Regions from separate parts of the Mus musculus genome. Here regions 2 and 3 are each linked to region 1. A link is a contact called in public Hi-C and Micro-C data. All regions are on one chromosome and are shown on one strand. Each heading gives the region's core, a stretch centred on a gene start, on an enhancer-like site or on the middle of the called end of the contact. The rest is flanking DNA. Distances are from core to core; before and after follow the strand shown. Region 1 holds the start of Elfn1 (leucine rich repeat and fibronectin type III, extracellular 1). Region 2 holds the start of Lfng (LFNG O-fucosylpeptide 3-beta-N-acetylglucosaminyltransferase). Region 3 holds the start of Adap1 (ArfGAP with dual PH domains 1).

Region 1 (3,434 bases), core at 581-3,080:
GGGAGTGGGAGGTGACACCTCAAAGTCTGAGGGGAATGAGTAGAAGAAAAGGGGAGGGCAGGCGACGGAATGGGACCCATGAAAACTGAGGAGGGTCAGTCTCTGGCTGGGGTCTGGAAGCACCTCGCAGCCAGTGGTTTTCCCAGTCCCTACAGGCTCTTGTCAAAGGCGCCTGTTAATAACTAGAAGCCAGTTCCTTCCAGGGAGCTGGACAGAGCCCCGGCACCCGGCTGGGGTGGGGGTGCGGGTCTTACATTACCCTCCCCACGGCTCCAGCGCCTGGAGACCAGTGTGCAGAACGAAGGCGAGGTCCCACCACCCACTTTTTCTCCTCTTTGAACTACGAGTGGAGGTATTCGGACTGGGGGGGGGCAGCTTCTGGGCCAACTTGGGGCACTAAGGCCGTCCCATGCACCCTACAGCAGACCGACCCCACCACGGCCTAGGCAGCACGCTCAGCAAAGTTTCGGGTCCTCGGTGGTGCTTCCTAATCCGAGGTGGGGGCAGGGGACCCAAGCCCAGGCGCTCCGATCGGCGGAGTCGGGAGGGAAGTTTGTCCAGCCAGAGATCGGCGATCGAGAACTTCGGGTTTTGGGAAGGCGGCTGAGTGGAGGGCGCCCTGGAGCCTCAGACTAAACGCGCTGCATCTGAAACCCCCCGGGTGAAGAGGGGACTCGGTCCAGGTGCGGACGGCCAGGACACGGCGAGGGGGACTGAGGCGATAGGGGCAACCAGGGCTGCGGGAGCCGTTGGGGACTCCCGCGCCACCCGGGAAGCCGGCGAGAGCGTATCCTTCCTGCCCCTCCCCCTCCAGGGGCGGGGACCTGTGGACCCCACGTCTGCGGCAGAGGGGACCACCACTCGCTGCACACCCCTTCCTACCTGAACGGGGTTGTGGCCCCCAGGGTTGAAGGCTCGATCACCGGCTAGCAGAGCACGCGCGCCGAAGTCCCCGGAGCGCCGCGGTGGCGGTGGCGGCGGCGGCGGCGGCTGCCCCTGCTTCCTCCTCCTCTTCCTCCTCGGGGTTCTTGCTGGCTCCAGACAGACCTCCTCCCCCTCCCGCGTTGCCCGCCCCTCCCGGAGCCCGCCGGGCTTGAGGATCGGCCTCTCGCCGGGAGCGGAGAGGAGCCTGCGGGAGCCGGGCTGCGGCGCTCACTGCGTCAAGAGCCGGGGACCGCGCGATCGGAGCAGCCCCGGACCGGCCGGGCAGGCGGGGCGGCCGCGGCGCCGGCGACGCCGAAGGGGCCGGGCGGCTCCGGCTCTCGAGCTCGGGAGCGGGCGCGGCGGCAGCGGCCGCGGCGACGCGAGGCGGTGGTTCATTTTGTGAGCGCGAGGCAGGTCGGACGTGGGAGCCGCGCGGGGAGGGGACCGGAGCAGGGGCGGGGGCCGCTGCACGTCCATAGGTTGCCCCGGGAGGGGATCAAGGCTCCCTGAGGGGAAGTTGGCTGGAGCCGGGGGGACATCTCAGGACGCCGCAACACAGCCTCGCCTCCTTTTCCTGGCTTTGCCTGCGTCCCCTGCCCGCGTCCCAGGCCACTGAGCTAAGAGCCGTGGAGCCCAAGTCCCCGAGTGTCATGGGGTTGGGACCCTTCGTGGCGATGGGAGGTGGGTACGAGAGGCAGAGATGTGCACGCGCGTACAGTCACGCCTGTGCACACACACGCACCCGCAGGAAGCCATGTAGAAGTTGACCCCGAAGTCAGACCCTATGTAAGCGCGCGTGTCACAGCTCCACCCGCAGGGACGATTGTTTCACGGGGCGGGCGGCGGGGAGGGGAGAATCAGAGATGGTACAAGGTTGTCAGGCCCTCCGAGATGCAACATTCTCTCTTCCCACCAGGGACTTGCTCTCTCCTAAGGTCACCGACCCCCTTCACAGTCCCTCCTCTCTGCATTGTATGTCACCACCCCCTTGGGCTGAGAGGCCGGGAGGCGTGAGATCAGCCTGGCACCTTCCCATTCCCGGAAGGTTCCGAGTAGTGGATTCCCCTCCCACTAGCCTCTGTGTGTGTGGGGGGGGGGAGTTAATGTGTGCTTTCCGGGGATCCAAGTCATCCCTCTGGGGCTGTCCACCCTCCCACCCACCCCCACCCCCCACCCCCATGGTTCCAGGAACACTGACTGAGCCCGCTGGTATCCCATTCCCTACCGCGCCCCTTCCCCAGGCGGTAGCTTTGGCCTTGGGTTGAAAATCAAAATCAAGTTCAAGAGCGCCCTCGCCGGGCTAAGGCCTTGCGCACAGCTTTCGAGCCTCCGTGCGCTTGCGGAGCTGAAGGACCCCCCTTTGGGCAGAGTGGGTGCAACCCTTTTTGGACGCCTCCTCCGAGCTGGAGCACTCTCAAGAGCCAGGCTTCGGGACACAATGCCAACGAAGGGGACTGGAGCCGCAGAGTGCAGCCAAGTATACATAGTAAGGGGCGAGGAGAGGCTGGGGGCGGGGACTTGTCCCTTGGGTTGCCAGACCACCAGGGACCAGCATGGGAATAGCCTGAACCTTGGAGTAGCGCGGCCAGAGGACCAGGAGCTTCCCGAGCTCGGGTCCTGTGGCCTGTCCTGCGACTCGACTAGATCCAGCCTGCAGCACCGGCAGGCAGCCCACACTTGGCCGATCCTAGGCTTTCCCCAGCCCCATTTTTCCTTTGGAACCCTGAGGAGTGAGATTCCAGTTAGGGACTGAGGGTAGAGGAGGCTCTATCGTCTTTCCGGTGGATTCTTAGACACAGAGCATGGTGGTCAAGGACAGAGCTGTGGGTCTACCCTTGCTCAGACCTCAAGAGAATCCAGCCGGGACTGAAGGCTCCAAAGCCTGCTTTTAGGGTAGCTTTTGCCGGGCCCTTCAAAAAAACAAAAAACAAAAAACAAGCCAGGCACCCCTCAAGCTGGGAAGGCCACAAGCTAACCCCTGGCCAGAGCCACGGGGATGAGGCCAGAGCTTTCTCCTGGTTCTCTCATCTCCCGCCCCGCCCCCATTCCTCCCTTCCTCTCCCATTCTCCTGAGCCATGTCACTAGCAGGCATGTGTACATGACCCAGGGTGGACACTATGTATGTTGCACCCACACGTTTGCAGAGCAGGTTCACACCTAACGGGCACACCCCATAATTCACCCCTTAGCCCACCCTCATGAAGAACATGAAGTTCTGGCAGAAGTTCACACACATCTTTGCCGACGCCCACGCCTCCCCCCTCCCCACAACCAGGAACCTTACCAAGAAGTTATAGAGTAGGGCTTCAGTCGCCAAGGCACCCCAGCCTGCTCCAGGGTTGCACAAACCCCCGGTCCATACCTGGGTTTCTGTAGTGGTGTGCGACTGCAAACATCATTCCAGAAAGGCAAAGATGTCTATCCTGGGGTCTATCTGACAGGGTCCCAACAAAGAGAAGAAAGCCCTCCCTCTCTTTTACCTCTTTGCCACCTCCTCCCCCTTTTCTCT
Region 2 (3,434 bases), core at 312-2,811, 700 kb before region 1:
CCAGCACGCCAGCCAACGGTTCCCATGGAGCGCATAGCTGTACACAAGAGGCCGACGCCTTTCTCGGCTGGAGAAAGGGGCTTTGTTGCCTTGCCCAAGGGGCCGGCGTGAGAGCAGCCTAGCGCTGGGAATCCTAACGGCACCACAGCCAAACAAAACCCATGGCCCCCCGCTGCCCCCTCCCGAAGGCCTGCTGAGCCCCTGGGAAAGGGACGCCTCATTCTCAGGAGGCTACGGTGGGGTTCTCAGGGCCCCTCTTTGACCAAGACTAGATAGGAGCCTGTCCTCTTAACCTCCACTGTCCTAAAGCGAAGTCTCACTGGGGCTGGGTCAGGAAGGAAAGTGAGTCTTAGTCTTCACACCAAATATCTACCCCCACCCCTACACACACACACACACACACACACACACACACACACACACACACACACACACGCAGTGCACTCTGCTCTCCCGCCCCAACGGTCCTGTTGTAGCCTCCAGGGAGATTTTCAAAGTGGGGTGTGTCTTTTTATTATGTGTATGAAGTTGGTCTAACAGGAGGTGGGGGAGCTGAGCTACTGAAGTCAGGGTTCTGAGCAAGTCTGGAGAACTAGCACCCATTTCTTTCACTTTGCCTGGTCCAGGGGTGTGCTATGCCTTTTCCTCCCTCCCTTTCAAGGGGGCGTACCTTCCACCCAGGAAGAAGGAAGGGGAGTGAAGGGGACCCAGGATGGAACTGAGCCAATTTGCTCGAAAAAGTTTAGGAACAAATATGGCCATTCACTCCAGTGTTTAGGAGAAGCGTTACAGAGCCAGCCCTAAGCTGGAGGCGACTCATCCAGACACAGAGCATGTGGCTGGGGTGACCCTGGGCAACACGGAAGGAAGCTTCCAGGGTAGTAAGGCAAAGTGAACCCCAGCAGCCACACGGGGCTGTAATGGGATTTATCAGTGTCATCGTTTCCCAGATAGACCCAAAGCAATTAACGCATCGGGAACCGCTATCGTCAGTCACCAGTTGGACCAGAGGGTGATCCCCACTTCATCCCCCTGCCCAGGCCGCGCTGGGTCTCACCATCTCCTTGTGGCGCGAGATCCAGGTCTCGAACAGCAGATCGAGCCGCGCGCGGTGAAACTTTCTGGTGGTCTTGACGGCGATGAAGACGTCGCGAGGGGACAGAACTTCGGCGGGGGGACGCGGATGGCCGTCGCCCTGGCGAGAAGCGACCCCGGGCGGTGGATCCGCGTCTCTGCGCGCGCGGGTGAGTAGACTGAAGTACTCGGAGAGGCTATGCACCTCGCGGGTGAGGACTCCGGGATCCACAGCCGCCCTGGACCCTGAAGCCGGAGCTCCTCCAGAGGAGCCCGCCAGGCTACGCAGCGCGCGCCGTCCGCGCTCAGCGGGCATCGGAGTCGGTGGCGGGTCGGCCGTGAGCACCAGGAGACAAGCCAACAGCGCGCCCACCAGCGCCAGCAGCAGGCGCCGGCCGCACCGCTGGAGCATGGTGGCCGGCGGCCGCACGTAATATCTATCCCAGTGCCAACTGGTCCGGCTGCCCGAGGCTCCCGGTCCAGCTGCGCGCCTCTCGCTTCAGGAACTCTTAAACCTCCCCTGCCCGCCACGCCTCCACGCGCTAATTGGCTGCTAGCCTTGGGGCGTAACCTTTAGGGAGATCTCTCCTTCCCACGTGGGATACGGACAAGGGGCTGGGAACCACCCAGCTGGGGTACCCACGGCACCCGCCCCCTTTGTGCACGAGCCTGTCCCGCCTGCGCCGAGTCACCCTCCGGAGCTGCTCTGGGAGACACCCAGCCTGACCAACGCCCGCCACGGCTGCACGTGGAGGACGCGCCCCCGAAGCTGGGACCTGGGTGATAGGGCCAGTGCTCCTCCGCGGGCGACATCCTTGGCTTCTCGCTGTGCATTTCCTGTCCCCGAGCGGGTTTCCTTCCCTGGGGAACGGTGCTGACTGAGCCAAAGTGGTAGCCTGCAGTGTGTCCTGAGCGATTAATTTTGAGCTGCCCTTACTGATACTTATGTCTTAGGAGTGGACCTGAAGTTCAGGCAAAAGGGTATCAGTGACAAAATTCTACGTCCCTCCGTCGGTCCATCCTTCCCTCCTCCCCCAGGCAGGCCTGTCTTGGCATCATGTTCCTAAATGGGGAGGGTTGGTCCCCAAAAACCTCAGGCACCCCGTAGCGAGGAGACACTCAAGCAGCCTCTTTCCTCGAAGGATGAAAGGCTACCTTCTGTTCCATTTGGTTCCTCCGCACTCCTACCAGATGTGACCCAGCTGTGCGCCATCCCAGACCCGCCTCCCCGGCACACGGCCCCCTTCCCACGGGCGGGGGCCTTGCCTGCGCCTAGCACGAGCGGGGGCGGCAGGAATGTGCGCCTAATGGTAGGGTGAGAGGCTACGGGTCCGGAAATGGCCAAGGGTCCCCTGGAGTGGGAGCAGGGTCCGAGCCCGAGCCTGCTGCATCTTCCGGGAGCGCAGCTGGGGGCGGCTCTCCGCCTGGCTGCCCCTGGGTCTGGTTGGCTTCAGTTTCCGCGTCCCCCTTCAAAGGAAGTCTGAGCCCACCCTGCCACCACGGATAAACTGCTGTTCCTTCTGTCGCCGACTCCCTAGCGTTTATATTTTAGACCGGAGTATCATTTCTAATTATTTCTCTACTACACTCTTCTTAATGTCCGTCCCTCTCTTGGAGGTTAAAAGAAGGCATCAGGCTGGATCAGGTAAAGACTTACTGCAGGGGCTGGCCAGATGGTTCAGTGGGCAAACGCAACTGTCACCTAGGCAGATTTGAGTTTATTTCCCAGGACCCACATGGTCAGAAAGAACCAACAATATGTTGCCCTCTGACCTCCACACGTGCAACTTGGCCTGAGCAACACACATTTATACACACGCACGCACGCACGCACATACACATACGCACACCTGCTTTCAACAAAATTCTTTTCAAAATGAAGACAGACATGATAGCCCATGTAGCAGGCTTGGACGATTGCTGAACATTTAAAGGCAGCCTGAGTTACAGAGTGAATATCGGGTCAGCCCCTGCTGCCGTGTAAAAGAGCGCCTGAAATGTACCTCATCTGGCAAAGTTGGTAAAGTGTTTGCCTAGCATGTATGACGCCTCGGTTCATCTCTGCACCAAATATTCCTTGGCAAATAGTGAGTTTGAGTCCAGCCTGAGCTACATGAGACCCTATCACAAATATAAAATAAAATGACTTTGAATTGATGTGTAGCCAGGCTCTCCCCACCCCACCCCACCCCCCAGCCTCCCACCCCACCCAGGAGTGGATCTCTGGTCCATTTGCTCTGAGGGCCCTGTGGGACACTGCAACCCCTCTGTGGTGGGAGGGAGTGGGATATGGTGGTTCCCAGGCTTCTTCCTGACCCCTCCCCCCAGGTAATTAGGAGGCACCACCTCTGGTAGGCAGA
Region 3 (3,434 bases), core at 593-3,092, 580 kb after region 1:
TGGGGCTGGGGTCTACAGCCGAGACCTGGACAGCAGAGGAGAGGACTGGAAGGGCAGAGAAGAGGAAAGCTCAGATGGGTGAATCATCTTTGCTGGCAGCAACACAGGCCTGAGACGGCAGGGTGCAGGCTCAGGCCTTGCTGCCTTTGAGCTGTCCTTGATAGGCCTCGGTCTGGCCCCAGGAAGGAGCTTCCTCACTGACAATTTGTTCTCTTTAGGGAGATGGGGTCTGTGTCTCTTTGTCTCTCGGGTTTGCTGTCACTCTAGTTCTGTCATGCATACGTGTGCCTCAGTTTCCCTGACTATAAAATGGGGGTTGAATAAGAAAGCATAGGTGGCACTCCATGCTTGTTATTTGAGCACTCAAGAGACGGTGGCAGGATTGCTGCAAGTCTGAGACTGACTGGATTACTAGAGACCTGGGACACAACTACTACCATTAGTCTATTTTTGTCTTGATTCTGTATTTTTGTTGCTTGTTTGTTTGTTTGTTTTTAAAGACTGGGTCTCGTATAGTCCAGGTTGTTCTCCTCATACTAGATGTGTAGCTGAGGATGGCCTTGAACAGCGGATCCTCCTGCCTCGACCTCCTGGGCACTGAGAGTAGAGGCATCCGTCAGTACTCCTAGGTTCTGTGGTGCCGAGGACACAATACGCAGCTCGGTGAATGCTGGGTAAGCTCTCTATCCATTGAACCACTTCCCCAGCCCCCAGCAGTCTGCATTTTGCTTCATTCTCCAAGCTCCTGCTGTGTGCCAGGTCTGGAGCCAGGCTCCAGTAGGCTTCAGGAGAAAAACATTAGATCCGTTAAACAACAAGCCTACAGCGCCACCGGCCTCAAGACCTCCAAAATGTGCATTGGGGCAGGTTGCATGTTCTGTCTCCTGATCCCAAAACAAGTTCTGCAATGGCATGACAGCCAGGTCAGGAGGGACAGATGCCCCTGGCAAGACAACAGCCTCAGCAGAGGGCCACCAGGTGGAGTCGGCCAGGATTGCAAACGTTCATGACATCAAAGTAGACACTCAGAAAGACAATGTGCAGTAAAGCAGCATGACATACGTGGTGGGACAAAACGGACCCTTCCTCCCCAGGAAGCAAGAGAGAGCATAACGAAGAGGCTAGGGTCCCAACAACCTAACTTCCTCCCAGTAGCCCTGACCACACTATAGCATCACCGTGGGGACTGTGCCCTTAACCCAGGGGCCTTTGCGGGGCAGGGAACACTGTGGGGCCAAATCATAGAGCAACCAACACCCTGGCTGTGACATATTAGCAGGAGTAGACTCTCAGGAGGCTTTGGAGATGGCTTTCATTTCTCAGTTGGGTGTGGCCATTGGCTTCTAAATGGCTACTATTGCGTTTATAATGGAGAAAATGGAATTTGAAAAGAAATGCTAGGGCCAGTTAAAGAAGCAGACACCCGGCTCTGGGAGGGAGCGGGCCAGAGATCAGGAAGGGTGTGGCCAGTTCTTGTCCTATCTCTTGGAGATGAGACTATAGACTTGGACACGTGTGAGGGTGGAGCCCTTCGATCCTTTTAGTACTGGAATTTGTCATTCATAGGTAGGGCTAGCCTGAGCTGCCCGCGACCTCAGCTTCAACCCAACAGGCACGCTTGCGTGTTGGGTGGCCCATCCTTCCGCAGCGCGGGTTCCCTGCGACCCCGCCCCAGGTGGACCCGTTGAGGCCGGGCTCTCCAAGAGGCCGCTCCCTGTCCGCGCCGCTGGGGGCCGCCCGCGGGCCGCGCCGTCCCGGGCGCGCCGTGCGTTACTCCCCGGTCCCCGCGCGCGCAGCTCCGCTCAGGGCGGCCCCGCGCGGCGACACGATCGGGGCCGGCGCGCGGGCTGAGCGGTGGCGATGGCGCAAGGCGGGCGGCGGGCGCGCGGCGCGGGGCCCTAGCGGGGCGGGCGTGCTCGGGACGGCGCGGTGGCCGCGCAGCCATGGCCGGGGAGCGGCGCCGGGCGCTGCTGGAGCTACTGACGCGGCCGGGGAACACGCGCTGCGCTGACTGCGGAGCCCCGGGTAGGTGCGGGACGGGCGGAGGCGCGGGGTGCGGCCGGGTGGACAGGACTGCGTGGGGGGCGCGGGGGATGGGGACGCGCCACGCGCTGGGTCCTGGCTGGGTTGGGGCGCGGCCCGGGTGCACCTGCCGGCGTCAGGGACTGGCAGTGGTGAGGCGCAGCATCCGGAGGGCACCTCGCGGGCTCCGTGCGACCTGTGCCGCCGACTCCCCTCCCCCGCCGGGCTGCGTGTCACGCTGTCACCCGCAGCCGCCTCCCCTCCCCAGCCTTGCGAAACCTTGGCGTCTCGGGGTATTAAAAAAAAAGAGGAAATCAGCAGGGGCGGTTGGCTTGCAAGGAAAGCGGCCAGTGAGCCCAGGGTGTCTGCCAGGGAGTATGGGGTCCACCTGGTTCCCAGCTACCTGGAGATGACGTCATGGCATCCCTGCCTGGGGCCACCGTCTTGTACAGACTCAAGGCTGGGGGAGGATGCAGAGCCTTGGGTGGCCCTGTGAGGACATTCTGGCCATGTGCCTTTGGCTCTCTCTACCTAGCTTCTCTGGGATCAGGACAGTCGGGGACAGGTGGGAGTCATAGACGCATATGTCAGACATCTTCCAGACTTTGTCCCTTGGTTGCTCCAGGTTTGGAAGGATTTGTAGGGGCCAGAACACAGGGGCTCAGGATTGGCTATGGAAAAAGGGCCGGGTTCTCTGACCAGCTGGCAGGCTCTGAGAGCTGGCCCTCCCAGGCCGATCCTATCTGGGTATGCAGGTGGGGACAGGGCATTTCAGGGATATCAGGGGGCCCTAGCATGAACCCCTCAGAACATACCAGGAATCAATTCCTTGGGGACTTAACTCTATCTCCCTGAGATGCAGGCGGAAAGCCTGCAGTCTGTAAATAGGACCTCCTTCCCATCTCTCCCCCACATCCCCGCCTCTGGGCTGAAGAGTGCCAGCCTGAGGCTGAGAATCTGCTAGCCAATAGTAAGTGCATGCCACCCCAGGGGCCCTGGTGTCCCTGGGAGGAGACATTGACCAAGCTTCAGTGGGAAGTAGGCAAGATGAAGTAGCCCTTTCCTGGTCTCTTGGGGCACCGCAGGGCCCTGACGGTGGTGCAGCGGGGTGGTGCCTCCCTGGTGCTATGTGGTACTGCTGCCAGCTGGCCTGGCTCAGTGGACTCTCCCCACCTCCCTCTCTCAGACCTGCCTTTCAACTTGTTTAGGAAAGCTGGCTATGCTGGAGTCCCCTGTAAGGAGGGCTGATGGGTTGCCCAGCTTCCAAGCCTGACTTGTGGGGGGGGGGCAGCAAACCCCACGAGAGAAGCTGGCCTAACCTCGTATTCCTTGGCCACCCAGCCAGAACAGCTTTTACTTTCCCTAGACCTCCTGGCCTGAGCAGGAGGAAGAAGGGGCTTCCAGAAGGCTCA

Evidence for each region. Hi-C and Micro-C count contacts between places; a contact is called where the count stands out from the background.
Region 2: a Micro-C map of embryonic stem cells shows a contact between it and region 1, with 2.2 times the contacts expected there. The contact joins the promoter of Lfng here to the promoter of Elfn1 in region 1. A contact is called at or near these places in 4 of 39 promoter capture datasets (embryonic stem cells, hippocampal neurons, liver and 1 more), 3 of 484 Hi-C or Micro-C datasets (all in embryonic stem cells) and 2 of 115 datasets of contacts at active chromatin or transcription factors (embryonic stem cells and stem cell-derived neural progenitor cells).
Region 3: a contact with region 1 is called in a Hi-C map of embryonic stem cells, with 1.8 times the contacts expected there. The contact joins the promoter of Adap1 here to the promoter of Elfn1 in region 1. A contact is called at or near these places in 2 of 484 Hi-C or Micro-C datasets (the G1E-ER4 cell line and embryonic stem cells).

Annotation. Positions count from the first base shown.
Region 1 is chr5:139,906,262-139,909,695 of GRCm38.p6, reverse strand. It overlaps Elfn1 (leucine rich repeat and fibronectin type III, extracellular 1), which reads right to left and starts at 1,830. Exons shown (of 2, transcript NM_001384186.1): 1 at 883-1,830.
Region 2 is chr5:140,605,468-140,608,901 of GRCm38.p6, reverse strand. Lfng (LFNG O-fucosylpeptide 3-beta-N-acetylglucosaminyltransferase) reads right to left here and starts at 1,561. Exons shown (of 8, transcript NM_008494.3): 1 at 1,058-1,561. The coding sequence starts at 1,486.
Region 3 is chr5:139,323,872-139,327,305 of GRCm38.p6, reverse strand. Adap1 (ArfGAP with dual PH domains 1) reads left to right here and starts at 1,842. Exons shown (of 11, transcript NM_172723.4): 1 at 1,842-2,025. The coding sequence starts at 1,944.